Linked DNA regions of Mus musculus: region 2 is linked to region 1. A link is a contact called in public HiChIP or PLAC-seq data. All regions are on one chromosome and are shown on one strand. Each heading gives the region's core, a stretch centred on a gene start, on an enhancer-like site or on the middle of the called end of the contact. The rest is flanking DNA. Distances are from core to core; before and after follow the strand shown.

The links. HiChIP or PLAC-seq counts read pairs in DNA pulled down with a chosen protein or histone mark.
Region 2: an H3K4me3 HiChIP or PLAC-seq map of embryonic basal ganglia shows a contact between it and region 1, with 2.5 times the contacts expected there. The contact joins two enhancer-like sites. A contact is called at or near these places in 1 of 15 datasets of contacts at CTCF or cohesin (the NIH/3T3 cell line), 10 of 115 datasets of contacts at active chromatin or transcription factors (astrocytes, craniofacial prominence, embryonic basal ganglia and 5 more) and 3 of 9 other capture datasets (adipose tissue, liver and pancreatic islet).

The regions. Positions count from the first base shown.
Region 1 is chr4:117,115,936-117,123,446 of GRCm38.p6, forward strand. It overlaps Btbd19 (BTB (POZ) domain containing 19), which reads right to left. Exons shown (of 8, transcript NM_001384196.1): 4 at 6,284-6,343; 5 at 5,479-5,547; 6 at 5,263-5,394; 7 at 5,036-5,161; 8 at 3,284-4,926. The coding sequence ends at 4,792. It overlaps Ptch2 (patched 2), which reads left to right. Exons shown (of 22, transcript NM_008958.3): 22 at 1-166. Among named protein-coding and RNA genes, the nearest start is that of Btbd19, 6.0 kb to the right of the region's middle. Within about 2 kb of position 4,711, at least 430 of the 459 cell types and tissues checked have an H3K27ac peak or open chromatin away from gene starts, as enhancers often do. A contact at or near this core is called in embryonic basal ganglia, where this site is marked.
Region 2 is chr4:116,851,909-116,858,811 of GRCm38.p6, forward strand. No RefSeq gene overlaps it. Among named protein-coding and RNA genes, the nearest start is that of Zswim5, 22 kb to the right of the region's middle. Within about 2 kb of position 5,468, at least 5 of the 459 cell types and tissues checked have an H3K27ac peak or open chromatin away from gene starts, as enhancers often do. A contact at or near this core is called in embryonic basal ganglia, where this site is marked.

The sequences.
Region 1 (7,511 bases), core at 3,461-5,960:
CAGCTCCAGGTTGGGCTCCCAGAGGTGCACAGGTCCCTGTAAAGGCTCCATAGAAAAGGCTTCTATCTACCAATGTGAGACAGGTGGACTGGTGTGACACAGCTACACACTGTTTGCAGATGACCAGTGCTCTGTGCTGTTTTTACAAATAAACTAGAAGCAAGGTCTGCTTGTTTGCTTGCTTGTTTGTTTGTTTTTAAAAAGCTTAGTATAGGAAATGTAAACAAAGCCCTTCTTGAAAAAGAAAAGACAAACAGGCGCTGGGCATGGTGGAGTACACCTGTGATCCCAGCACTCGGGAGGCAGAGGCAGGCAGATTTTTGAGTTCGAGGCCAGCCTGGTCTACAGAGTGAGTTCCAGGACAACCAGGGCTACACAGAGAAACCCTGTCTCGAAAAAACAATACATACATACATACATACATACATATATACATACATACATGACAAACAGAAAATATTGCAAACATTAGTGTCCATATGGTATTCCAGTCCTGCCAGCCTCTTTACCTTCCAGCTCCCTGCTCCTTCAGCACATAGGGGAGGGGCAAATTTGAGAAACAGGTACAGGTAGACATGATGAAATAGAAGGTCAGGGAAATGGCCCACTGAGGGCAGAGCCTAAGGAGCTGTTTTAGGAGGCTGTGGAGTGAGGGGCAAGAGTCCAGAATAACTTCCAACATCAGTGTCAGGGGCAGAAAGTTTTCGATGGCCAGTTAACCATGTAGGATATCAGTACACAAGCCAGCGACGTCACCGAGGTAAGGTGCTGATGGTGGAGAGTTGGCCAGCCCCGTTGTGCAGAGCCATGGAAGAAGCTGAACACACCCCTGGGCTACAGTCAGAGCACTCCCAACGGACATTAGACATCCTGGGTTCCAGCCACCGCTTACCAGGAATGATCCCACCCACGTGCACTGCCGCCTCACACCTCCCACACAGAGGCTGGAACACCATAGTCCAACCAAACATTACACACACAAAGCACACTGCAGCTAAACCAATACTAAAATGCCTTAAAATAATTGAGATTATGCCAGGCAGTGGTGGCACACACCTTTAATTCCAGCACTTGGGAGGCAGAGGCAGGTGGATTTCTGAGTTTGAGGCCAGCCTGGCCTACAGAGTGAGTTCCAGGACAGCCAGGGTTATACAGAGAAACCCTGTCTTGAAAAAACCAAAAAGACTAGCTGGCATGGTGAGGAAGACCTGCAATTTCAGCATTTATGTGGTAGGATTAGAGGTTGTCCTCTACTATGTGGGTTTGGGATTAACCTCAGCCACATGAAATGCTGTCTTTTTTTTTAACATTTTATTTGGTGTTTGGGATGGCATACGGTGTACTGGTGTGTGTTGGTGTGCTATGTTTCTAGTGTGAAGGTCAGAGTCAGCTTTCCTACCACATGGGTCCTGTGGATTGAATTCAGGTTATCAGGCTTGGTGGTAGACACCTTGATCTACTGACACCATCTCAGCAACACAAAAATTGTCTTCTAAAAAATGAAAAGCCAGCGGTGGCACCTGCCTTTAATCCCAGCACTTGAGAGGCAGAGGCAGGCACATCTCTGTGAGTTCCAGGCTATTCTGAGCTACAGAGTTTCAGGATAGCCTGAGCTACACAGAGAAACCGGGCTTGAAAAACAATACAACGAATAAATAAATAGGGGATGGAGAGATGGCTCAGAGATTAAGAGCACTGTCTGTTCTTCCAAAGGTCCTGAGTTCAAATCCCAGCAACCACACGGTGGCTCACAACCATCCGTAATATGATCTGATGCCCTCTTCTGGGGTGTCTGAAGACAGCTACAGTGTCTACCAAATAGTAAATCTTTTAAATAAATAAACGAATCTGTATGACACATTGATGGAAACTTTAGGTGGCCAAGGTTACCACAGACCAAAGAGCAGCATTTCAACCACAGATGCTGTCAGTGTCCTGGGCCCTTCTGTTGGTTAGAAACTAGGAACTTGTACATTTCAAAAGATTTGCCTAATAGTCACAAAGATGTGATGTCACCTTCGGAGGACAATAAATGGCTCTTGTGGGGGCCAAAGATGTTCCAAGATAAAATGGCTCTAGATTTGGAGCATTCCAACCGCCCCACATCATGTGGTCCTGATCACTTAATCAGCCTCGCAGAAGGCGCGGTTCCTTTCAGAAACATTGTTCACAGCTGTGTTGAAAGTTTTTACCCTGATTGCATGATCAGTGTGGTCCTGAAGAATGAAGGTGTCACTAAGCAAGTCCAGTCAGAGCTGAACCCCCAGGCACAGTCAGCCTTGGCCACTGATCTCATCTAGCCTGGGGTGAGAAGTTCCATACTTGTAAAGTCAGCTCAACCTGCGTAGCACCTAGCCCTACTTTACCTTCTGGCTTAGCAGCCTTTCACGGCTCCCTAGTCCTTAGCTTAAACTCAATCCCTTTCCAAGCTCCACTAGGGCTAGCCTCCACTGCCAAACACAGCCTTCTAAAAACACACCACACTTCTGGACAAGAATACTTCACTAATATTTGTATCACCATAACTTTGAACGTGTCATTTCTTCTGCCTAGGACCTGTTTTGTCTGTTTGTTTGTTTCTGAAACAGGGCTTCTCTGTGTAGCTTTGGGTGTTCTGGAACTCTGTAGACAAGGCTGGTCTAGAACTCAGAGATCTGCCTACCTTTACCTCCCGAGTGCTCAGATAAAAGGTGTGCACCCACCCCCATGGCCTGGCTCTACATAGAGTCTTCCTCGACTTCCTTTGTCCTAACCCCAAGCCATCCTTCAAGAAGAACTGGATGCTACTGAGTGTAGCAGCTCACACTGGTAATGTCACTGGTATCCTCGGAAGGCTGAAACAGGAGAACTGCTATGAGTTTAAGACCAGCCTGTGAGTTCAAGGCCAGCCTGGTGGATGTAGTGATTTCAACAATCAGGGCTAAACAGAGAGACCCTTTCTCAAAATCCAAGAAAATAAAAAAAGTAGCAGAGATGAGACCTGCACAAGGGGTAGTAATACGGCTCCTGTGTGGTCCGGCTACTGCCTGAGAGCTGTCCTGTGCTGCTCAGTCTAAATGGGGTGCTCTGCCCCTCTCTGAAAACAAAACAGTAACATTAGAAGCAACAATTTACCAAACCCAGACCCTAGGAGGGAAGACAGAGCTAGGTCCCAGTCAAGCAATTGTCAAGAGAACCAGGGAGAACAGTGGCTGCGGTCCAGGGTTCCACTCGGTCAGTTCTGTTTACCAACATTCCCAAAGTTGATTTACCAAACCAGAAACTTGAATGCTGACATTAAAGCTGTGTAACATCATGCTCAGTTTATTTTTTGAAACAGGTCTCACCTTGTAACTAACCTAGGCTAGCCTCAAACTGCTGATCCTCCTCCGTCCACTTCCCAAGTGCTGACATTTACCTATGTATGCCGCCATGCTATGCTTGCCTCGCAGAACACATGTCCAGAAGACAGCCTGCATGAACAAAAGCTTTCTATCCTCAAGGAAAAGGATGGGTGCTTTAAAGCAATCTGAAGACTCTCCAAGCTCCCAAAAATAATTTAGAGGCCGGGCGTGGTGGTGCACGCCTTTAATCCCAGCACTCAGGAGGCAGAGGCAGGCGGATTTCTGAGTTTGAGGCCAGCCTGGTCTACAAAGTGAGTTCCAGGACAGCCAGGGCTACACAGAGAAACCCTGTCTCAAAAAAACCAAAAAAATAAAATAAAATAAAATAATAATAATTTCAAAAGCCTTTTCATCACAATACAGCAAAGCTAATGGAAGCGCAGTATTAGTACAGATTAGTACATGGCTTCTAAAGTTGATGTAAAGGAAGCAAAAGCATGGAACAGGCAAGCAAGCAGCAAATTACTTTCAGTGTTCATGATCCAAAGAAGGGTGCCAGGAGTGGTCCCACTGGGCAGCCACCTTTTCCATCTTGACAGAATACAAATATTCATCTTTAATTCATAAGCAATATATTTTTATGTAAAGCCAGAATTAGGAGCGATAGTACACGCCTTTAATCTCTGTACCAGGGAGGCAGAGGCAGTCGGAGCGCAGTGAGTTCAAAGCTAGTCTGTCCTAAATAGCTCTAGGTCAGATGGGGTTACAGTGAGAGATTGTCGACAACCCATCCCACCCCCCAATAATTCTGGAACTCCCAAACGCAGAGTTTAGGATTGCTAAATCTCAAGGAAATTTTGTAGGCTGTCCTGGAAAGCAGTATGGACGTTAAAGGGCTCAGGAGGAAAAGCTTGACAATCAAAGCGATGGGACCATCATAGGGATGGATACTGTCCCCTGACAGAGAAAGGAGTGAGGGGCACTGGCTAGGGTAACAGCAGAAGAGACCCTAGAAGGGAGAAAAGGCATGAGGTAGGCAAGAATGAGGTCCGGGTTCCAGATCCGCACAAAAGATTAACACTATTTCCAGGGTTGGGAAAGATGGTGAGAAGCTCGAATTTGCGCTGAGCCTGAAGCTGATTTGTTAAAGAGGATGAGCTACATAGAGATCGCGTCATCCGAGTAGAGGGGCGTAGAGGAATGATCGACTTGCAGAATGCCGCATGAGCTTATGCAACAAAGGCCACCCTCGTTTCCGGTCTCAGGACATCACCCAAGCCACAACTTTGGGCCCATTGCGCAATCCCTACTCTTCCACAGAGGCTTAGGTTTCACTCTAGACGCAGAGCGGTCCTTCCCGTATCCGGCGGCTGAGCTTGCTGGGAGCGGAAGCCCACCTCCAACGCAGAGCACCTCGGGAGCTGTAGTTTGGGATGTAGTCAACTTCCTGGGAAGGTCCGGAAGTGGATCATTTGAAACGAAGGTCCAGAAAGCGATGGTGATCCCGGGGCCGGGTACCCCTCCGCCGGCGGCACGGCGCGCTCCGGGCCGCATCTCCTCTCCGTAGGGCGTGACACTTCCATGCCTCCACAATCTGTTCAACCTGTAGGGGAAAGCGGGTCACCACGCAGACCGAAGTCCCAAGCCTCCCGCCCTTGCTCCTCGTTCCCACGTGGCAGAGTGGATCTGAGTTTGGTTACTGGCGTCCGCACCGGGATGAGCGGTTCCCGTCGGTTCTGCTCTTCCAGGGCGCTTAGCTCCGCCGGGGCAAGCAAAGCCAGTCTCAGCTCTCGGACCACTGGAGCTGCCACCTCAGCCACGGGTTGCTCTAACACCGCCTGTGGAAGCGAGCCTTGAGCACGTGCCTGCTGCCCGCTTACAGAGTTCCCGTGGCCTGCACCGTTTCGGTGTCCTCGCCCTCCCCCCAGGTCCCACTCACGGCGCCCACGCGTGCCCAGCTTCGGGCTGCCTGGACTAGCTCAGTCTCATCCACGCAGAGCTTGTCACTGCGTAGCACAGGCAGCAGCGCGGTGGCGGACAGCTCCAGAAAGCCACGGGTGCGGAGCGCCTCCTATGGGCCGGTGTGTCGGTCAGGGCAGAGAAAAAATGGCATGGGGGGGCTACAAGTTACAAGTATAAGGATGGGGAGTTGTACCTGGCTGTGAGCTTCTATAAAGGCTATGCACCGCTCCTGTAGTGACCCCAGGCCAAAGGTTACAGCAACCTGAGAGCAGAGTATGATTAGGCTAGAGACTGAAGAAGCTGGATAACCCAGATTTGCACACAAGGTACTGCCACTGAGCACAATCTAAACAGAAGGCTAGCAGCACCTGCAGTGTCTCCTGAAAGTAGGCAAAGTGCCTTGTGCAGAGCACACAGGTGTGGGGTAGAGGAGACCATGTTCAGGTCTTTCAAACTCCATCTTTGAGCCCAAGCTTGGCTTCTAAACTCCACACCCCCACCTTTCTACTATCCATGTTTAGAATTGTTTTGTTGTTGTTTTTCAAGACAGAGTTTCTCTAGGTAACCTTGGTTGTCATGGAACTCACTCTGTAGTCCAAGCTGGCCTTGAACTCAGAGATCTACCTGCCTCTGCTTGGATTAAAGGCATGCACCACCATCTTTCAACCTCTTTTTTCCCACTCTTAATAGATCACTATGTAGCCCTGGCAGGTCTCGAACTCTGGCTTCTGCTTTCCAAGTACTGGAGTTAAAGGTGTGTGTCATCACACCTGCCTTTCCCAGCCTATTCGTCCTACATATGACCTTACTGATATACTCTGTACCCTACAGATCTGAGCACAGGCAGAATTTCTTTCATAAGCATATCCTTGAGCACATATTGTTCTTTAACAGACAGACCAGTCCGGGCTTCTGACGGAGGAGGCCATTCTATAGGCCATTGGAGGACCACATTCTAAACATCAGATTCATCCACAGGGCTGCTCATCAGTACTCACCTGCAGAGCCTCACAGACCAGCTCCACATCCAACACCTTCACCACAAACTCCAGGCAGAGCTGGGGACAGAAATGAAGCGACCTGTGTGCCGGTGTCAAGACTCCAAGTCCTATCCCAGAAACAATGGAGCTTGGAGCAATGACTCATTCAGACTCCCAGCAGCCCCAGCGCCACCTTGAGCGCCCAGATTTGGAAAACAGATGCAATTGTTCAGACCTGTAATTTAGCAAGCCCAGAGGGCCTGGAGGCCAGCAAAGCACCTTCTGGTACACTTGTCTCTGGTAAAACTCATCCAAAAACTCCAGTCTCTTCCTCCAAAAAGGCACTGGGCAGTGCCAGCTGTCCCTTCTCAGGGCCACCTACCTCTTGTGGACTGCCATTTCCTCCTCGGCCACACCCTCTGGATTTCTGCACTGATCTGACAGGCCCTTTCCTTTCCCTCTTCTCTCAGTCCCTTTCCCTTGCCAAAAACTTTCAATGAATCTCCACTATCCTTGCGTCAAAAGTCCAGGGAAGGAAGAGTTGAGACAGGGTCTTGCTGTGTAGCCCTGGCTGGCTTAGAACTCACTCTGTGGACAAGGTTAGCCCTGAGCTTAGAATTATCCTCCTCTATTCTGCCTACTGGGTGCTGGATATATAGGTACATACCACCACCACACCTGGCTGGTGCTAGGAATTAAACCCAGAGCCTATAGTATGCTAGGCAAGTGCTCTGCCACTGACCTACACTCCCAGCCTAAAGCCCCGATTCTTTTTTTTTTTTTTTTCCTTTTTTTGGACAGAGTTTCTCTGTGTAGCCCTGGCTGTCCTGGAACTCACTCTGTAGATCAGGCTGGCCTTGAACTCAGAAATCTGCCTGCCTCTGCCTCCCAAGTGCTGGGATTAAAGGCGGGCACCACCAACGCCCGGCAAGTCCCGATTCTTGAAGCACCTGTGTGAATCAGCTTCCTGGTACCCTTCCCAGCTCACCCCACACCCAAGTTCCCAGTCCACCACACAGCTAAGGAGTTCCTTGAGTGTCCTGTGACTGTAATGTCATCTTCCCACCCCTGAACAAAACCCTATTTGTTCTTCCAGCTCTGACACAAAGGTTTCCTTCTCCAAGAATCTCTCTCCACACATCAGCTGTTTGCCCATCACACTTAGACCCCTACTTTTAAGTCTAGGGTTTTGAGACTCTTACTCTGTAGCTCAGGCTAGCCTGGAACTCCTTAGGTAGTTCAGGCT
Region 2 (6,903 bases), core at 4,218-6,717, 260 kb before region 1:
AGTCAGGTGCTCTTACCCACTGAGCCATCTCACCAGCCCGAGGTGTCTCTTTCATTAAACCCTGTCAGGCATTATGAAAGACTGTGATAGCACCTAGACCAGTGGTTCTCAACCTGTGGGTCACGACTCCTTTGGGGGTCTCGTATCAGATATTTAGTTGCAATTCATAACAGTAGCAAAATTACAGCTATGAAGAAACAATGAAATAATTTTATAGTTGGGGTCACCACAACATAAGGAACTATATTAAGAGGTCACACATCGGAAACGTTGAGAACCACTGGTCTGTACTGTTATCCTTCTCCACTTGACTAGTGTAGTATTTGCCAGGCCTCTGACCTTTCCTGGTCTCTCCTCTCTTCTCCCTGCTCTACCTACCCTTTCATAAAGAGCTACTGAGTCTAGCTCATATGCAAAGGGAAGAAGGTGAGAACTAAGCTTCACTTTAGAGAGATGAGGACATCTACATAGGACTCTTCTGAAAGACGAATAATCACCATTTTAATTACAGATTTGCAACAGTTCCTGTGGGTCTGAAGATCAACTTTAGAAGTAGAATGCTTAGCATGGGTCAGGTCCTGGGTCCAAAATAAAATTTTCTGTCAAGGGTTAATCTTCATTCATTAACGAAATACTTGCACTTATATCTTCCAGGACTTAAATTAACTTGATAAGCTTTCCCGTCCACTCCACTCTACTCCCAGCTGCTCTCTGGCTACACTGGGTTGGCTTGGCTGTTGTCCCCAGCTGCCACCAGGATTATCTACTGGGACCTTATCAGCCACAACAAGTTGTTCTCTGATATCTACCAGATCCAGGAGACAGAGGATGGACTATGCCTGGAGGGAAGAGGTCAAGACGGTCAGTAGAGCAGAGGGTAACACTGATACCCATCATTGGTGGAACTCCTTCCTGTACAGGTGGAGAGCGAAGGTTCCGGAATCACAGAAGCCAATGGGTTGATGCTGTAGTGAACCACCACCACTTAGGAGAAAATGGAGACACAAAAGTACATCATAGATGACATGAAATAACTCAAAGGCAAACTTGAAGAAAAAAACCCAGCAAAAGCAAAGCCATGAAAGCAGGACTCCAGGTAGCATGGTGTTCTCCTGGACTACCATGGAGATGGTGTGACTCCATTTATGCTTTCTTTAAAGGGTGGTTTAGAGATGGAAAAATGTTAACAAATTGGGCAATTACTTTGGATCTATCAGTTGTCACCATGTCTGGCTGGTGTTTGTCATCTATATAACAAACACCAGGACTTAAGACAAATGGGACTGATGTCATCTTGAGCTCTTATTCTGCCCTTGACATATTTGGAGTTGAGGCATTGCTTTCTAAGAAAAGGAAAAAGTCATTAGGCTGTCTTTAAATAAAGTGCATTTAAGCCAAAAAAAAAAAAAAAAAGCAAAGCAAAATAAAATTAACATCATGAACTGGTTAGAATTACATTTAACAATTCACTAATTTAGAAGGAATGATGTCTAAGACTCCGGTGCTTGTCTCTAGTTGGTTGAATCTTCCTTTATATTATTGGGATTACAATGTGTTGATAAATTAGTATAAATTAGTTCAAGGATCTGTTTTGTAGCCAGATAACACAGTCCAGAGTCTTGACAATCAGCAAAACGGGAGAGGGTGAGCTAAGGTCTGGACTGCCCCAGGAACTTAGCAGGGACACAAGGCCTAAGGCTGTTACGGAATTTTGAAACATCAGAATAAAACATAGGAAAAAAAAAGTTATGAAACCCAGAAGGAGCTTGGGGAAAATGCTGATAAAGGCCAAACTCCCGTGGAGAAGAGAGAGCAGATTCCACTCAGGTTTGCATTCCCCCTGCTGGCGTGATCTGGCACACAGGAGCACTGCGTGGAAGAGCAATGAAGAGTGACTCAAATTTTTGTCCTTAAACCTTTGACCACACAGCATGGTCTGGTGGGCACTCTTGTAATCCCAGCACTTGGGAGGTAGAGGCAGGAGGTTACAAAATTGAGGGCATCCCTGGCTATATAGTGAGCCTGGGCTACAGCAGAGTCTGTCTGTCTCACATGACTTCAGAGGCGTGTCAACTATCATGGGTGATTTCATTTACTTGGTCATATTCTTTGAAGTGTCAGTCATATTTCATATTTATGTTTAGATGATGGCCGAATCATAAAAGTAATGCCGATATACACATGTGGAAAATATGCATAGTGGGGCTGAGGAGGGGGCTCAGTTTAGGTAGGAGAATTACCATACATAAGAAGCCAGCCAGGTACAGTGACCTGAGCTTGTAACCTCAGTGCAGGGGAGGCAGTGGCGGGTGGATCTTCATGAACAGGTACTAGAAACCAACATTGTGCCAAGCATTTTGTGTTTAACCACGAGTATCTTTTGTATCCTTTTTCAGTTCCATCAAGAACTTACCAGCTTTGCCACTTTGGGCTTCCCTAGCTTGGGGTACTTTCACTGTTCTCTGTAAAGCTTTAAATTACATGGTTTAAATGTCACTTGTTTAGGGAGGTCCTTTAATCCATTATGTTTCCTAAGGGCTATTGTTATGTGACCCCATGTGACAGACACTGAAGTGACAGTCCCCTTCAAGAAAGAACCCTGAAGAGCGGGTCAGCTGACACCATCTGGCTGTTAACTCTTTCAGTTCCAGCTCAGCTTCTCAGAGGTTATATCCTTCTCAGGTGGCCTAGCCAACAACCTAAACAGTGGCACAGCACCCCACCAATTTCTGCCCAGTGCAGCCCCCTTCTCTATCACCTCCCGCCTTGTAACAGTCCATCCTTCCTCCTGAGCATCCCACTGAACTGCCAATGTTGACAAATCTGCATTGCTCTTCAGGTCTCTCCCTGATCAACCCTGCCTCCATCCTGCTCCTTTCCTGGTTGAACACAAGGCATTTAGCAAGGAACCTTTTATTTCCATAACTTCCCTTCAGTATCAGCTTCCTGGAAGACTCAACTGCTTGCATATGTTTTGCTAGAGCTGGAAATATAGAGATTGAGGGGGTTGCAAGGCTGCAGAAGATGTGGCAGACTCTGCAGGCCATGCTGAGTATCGTTTCATTTTTTAGGGCAGTGGGGAGTCAAGTATGTGTTTTCAAGTAGATTGGAGTAGGAGAGAGAAAATCAAAGAGAAATTTGGAAAGAGCACCCTGACTCCTGTGTGGGAAGACAAGAGGGATGGAAAATGGGGGTGAGAGTTATTTAAAAGGCACAGTCTCAGGGCACGGAGAGGTGCATTGGTGGCTAAGAGGGCTTGCAGCTCTTGCACAAGACCAAAGCTAGATTCCCAGTATCCCTTTCAGGCAGCTCACAACCTGTAACTCCAGCTCCTGGGAACTGAATGCCTTCCTCCAGCCTCCAAGGGTACACACACACACACACACACACACACACACACACACACACAGATACACACACACACATATATACACACACTCACACACACATACATACACACACATACACACATACACACACATATATACACACACATACATACATACACATACACACAGATACATACACACATATACACACACACTCACACTCACATACCCACATACACACACATACATACACACACATACACACATACATACACACACATACACACACACATATATACACATACACACATACATACACACACACACACAAATAAGTCTCACAAATATCTTTAAAATTTATTTATTTTATTTTATATGTATGAGTGTTTACATGCATGAGTGGCATGCATGTATGTATGTGTATCATGAACTTCAGAAGAGAAATTTGGATTCCCTAGGGCTGGAGGGGCTGGAGTTACAGATGTTTGGGAATATACCTGAGTCCCCTCATGAGAAACAAATGCTCTGGACTGCTGAGCTATCTCACTGTCATAAATCTTTTAAAATGTTCACTTATTGGTTTTTTTGGGGGGGGGGGGTTGAGACAGGGTTTCTCTGTATAGCCCTGGCTGTCCTGGAACTCACTTTGTAGACCAGGCTGGCCTCAAACTCAGAAATCCGCCTGCCTCTGCCTCCCGAGTGCTGGGATTAAAGGCGTGCACCACCACGCCCGGCTCACTTATTGTTAAAGGAAGAGTTGGGATTATCTAGGAAAGATATTATGTATTGAGAGAAGTCTAAGATATTGACCCAGGATGTTATGAATATAATGCAGTGAGTGTGTGTGTGTGTGTGTGTGTGTGTGTGTGTGTGTGTGTGTGTGTATGTGTGTGTGTACCTGGCAGGCCTAATGCCGAGGTATGGCCTGAGAAATCACACAATGCAGCAGAGAAGGGGGAATAAAGGAAGATTATGTGGGAGAACGGAGAGGAGTAAGCAGCTTAAGAAGGGGTAGAGGCAAACAGACAGGAGCAGAGCCTTGAGGCAGAGAAGGGGGCACAGAGAAGGACAGAAAAGGGGAGAAAGAGTCCAGCCAGGAATACATGGGAACAGAGAGAGAGCCAGCTGGGGTGGCAAGCAGTCCTTTTCTATGCCTGCATGCACCTGGTGGCAGGTAATGACTTAAGCCATAGCTAGGTCCCAGGTCCCTGGGAGAAGCCTGGTGGAATTGCCTGTAAACCAACACAAGAAACTCCAGCATGTACTTTCTGACAGAGGATGAGGGTAGCAAATGAGATGCAGGCCAGCAAACTCGGTGTCTCAGAAAACTGTAGGGTATTCTTTTCTTTATTTGGCTGTTTCAGTTTTTGAGACAAGGTCGTTCTACGCAGCCTAGTCTGACCATTACATAATAGCTCGTGGTTGTCTCCCTTAGGGGAAGAGGTTGAAGTCATACCATGGGAATTATGTTCTTCCTGTTGTGAGAACAATTATTCTGGTGAGAATATCTACTCTCTGTGTCCTTCTGGAATTCTCTGAATCCTTGTGAGAAAGGCAGTTCACACCTCTCTCTGGTGGGCCACAAGGGAATTTTATTTTATTCCAGGCTCACACTGAATCTTCAGTCAACGATTTACATCTTATTTCTTTTTCTTTTCTCTCTCTCTCTCTCTCTCTCTCTCTCTCTCTCTCTCTTTCTTTCTTTCTTTCTTTTTTTGAGACAGGGTTTCTCTGTATAGCCCTGGCTGTCCTGGACCTCACTTTGTAGACCAGGCTGGCCTCGAACTCAGAAATCCACCTGCCTCTGCCCCCCGAGTGCTGGGATTAAAGGTGTGCGCCACCACGCCCGGCTACATCTTATTTCTATTTAAGCACATCTGATAGTACGGCTCAAATAGATTTTAGGGAGACTAAGTCCTTACCCCGAAGCATCGTGTCTGTTCCACAGAGCTGATTATCCATGCGAATCGTGGTCGGGCCTTGTGCTTCCTCCTATCACAGTGAACTCTGGAGCCTTTTCAAGTCTGAGACATTTAGATGGGAACCATTGTGAAAAGCGAACGTGAATGTTCTGTTTACGCATGGCTTCCATATAATTTATTCATGCTCTTTTATGCTAACAAGAGTATTCCCATGTTATTTTAGCATTTCTAATTAACCAAAGTGAGCATCGCTGATGAGCGGCAGGGCTTCTCAGCTGAAGAACGCCTTTATGCTGAAGTCAGCACTGCTCAGGCAGCAGAGGAAAGCATCTACGCCTATTCTCCTGTGCTGACGGGTAACTTTGTAGATCTTTGCCTACTTGTAGCTCTTGCTTCTGGGAGAAAAGAGGTAGTCACCTTTTGTAGGTTTGAATATATCCTCAACTAACAAACTTTATATTTACAGTTTTAATTTTCAGACCTGGAAAAATGGCTCTGTGTCAAAGAGCGCATGGCTCATGCAGAGGACCTGAATTTAGTTCCCAGCACCCAAGTCAGATGGCTTACAACCACTCGCAACTCCAGCTCCAGGGAATCCGACACCCTCTTCTGGATTTTTGTGTGCACCAACACTCACACATGCAGGTAACCACTGCACATCCACCATAAAAAGAAAGAAAGAAAGAAAGAGAGAGAGAGAGAGAGAGAGAGAGAGGAAGGAAGGAAGGAAGGAAGGGAGAGAGGGAGAGAGAGAGAGAGAGAGAGAGAGAGAGAGAGAGAAGAAGAAGAAGAAGAAGAAGAAGAAGAAGAAGAAGAAGAAGAAGAAGAAGGAGAAGAAGAAGAAGAAGAAGAAACCCTAGCTGGGCAGTGGTAGATCATGCTTTTTATCCCAGCAGTTGGGAGGCAGAGGCAGGCAGATCTCTGTGATGTGAATTTGAGGCCAGCCTGATTTACATAGTGAGTTCCAGGACAGCAAGGGCTACACAGAGAAACCTGGTCTCGAAATAACAAGAAGGAGTAAGAGGGAAAGGAGGAAGGGAAGAGGAGAGGAGAGGAGAGGAGAGGAGAGGAGGAGGAGGAGGAGGAGGAGGAGGAGGAGGAGGAGGAGGAGGAGGAGGAGGAGGAAACATAAAGAGAAAAAACGGAGGGCTGGTGGGATGGTTAAGTGGGTAAGGGCACTGACTACTCTTCCAAAGGTCCTGAGTTCAATTCCCAGCAACCACATGGTGGCTCACAACCATCTGTAATGAGATCTGACGTCCTCTTCTGGTGCGTCTGAAGACAGCTACAGTGTACTTAGATATAATAAATAAATAAATCTTTTAAAAAAAGAATATAACATGGAAAAATTCATTGAATTGAGTACATTTACTAGACATTCCAATATCACATGTGTGTTAATGTGTGTAGATTGAGGTGTCCCGATATTGCATGTGTGTTAATGTGTGTAGATTGAGGTGTCTCTAACAGATTATTGGGCTGGTGTTGCACAGCTTGAGTCTGTAAACCTGACTCGGAAGGAAGAAAGTACACACACACACACACACACACACACACACACACACACGCAGAAAAGCTGGGTCAAGATAGTTTGCACACTCTGATAGACCCAAACTAACCTCTGTGACACTCGCTGGAACTTCATCCAGTTG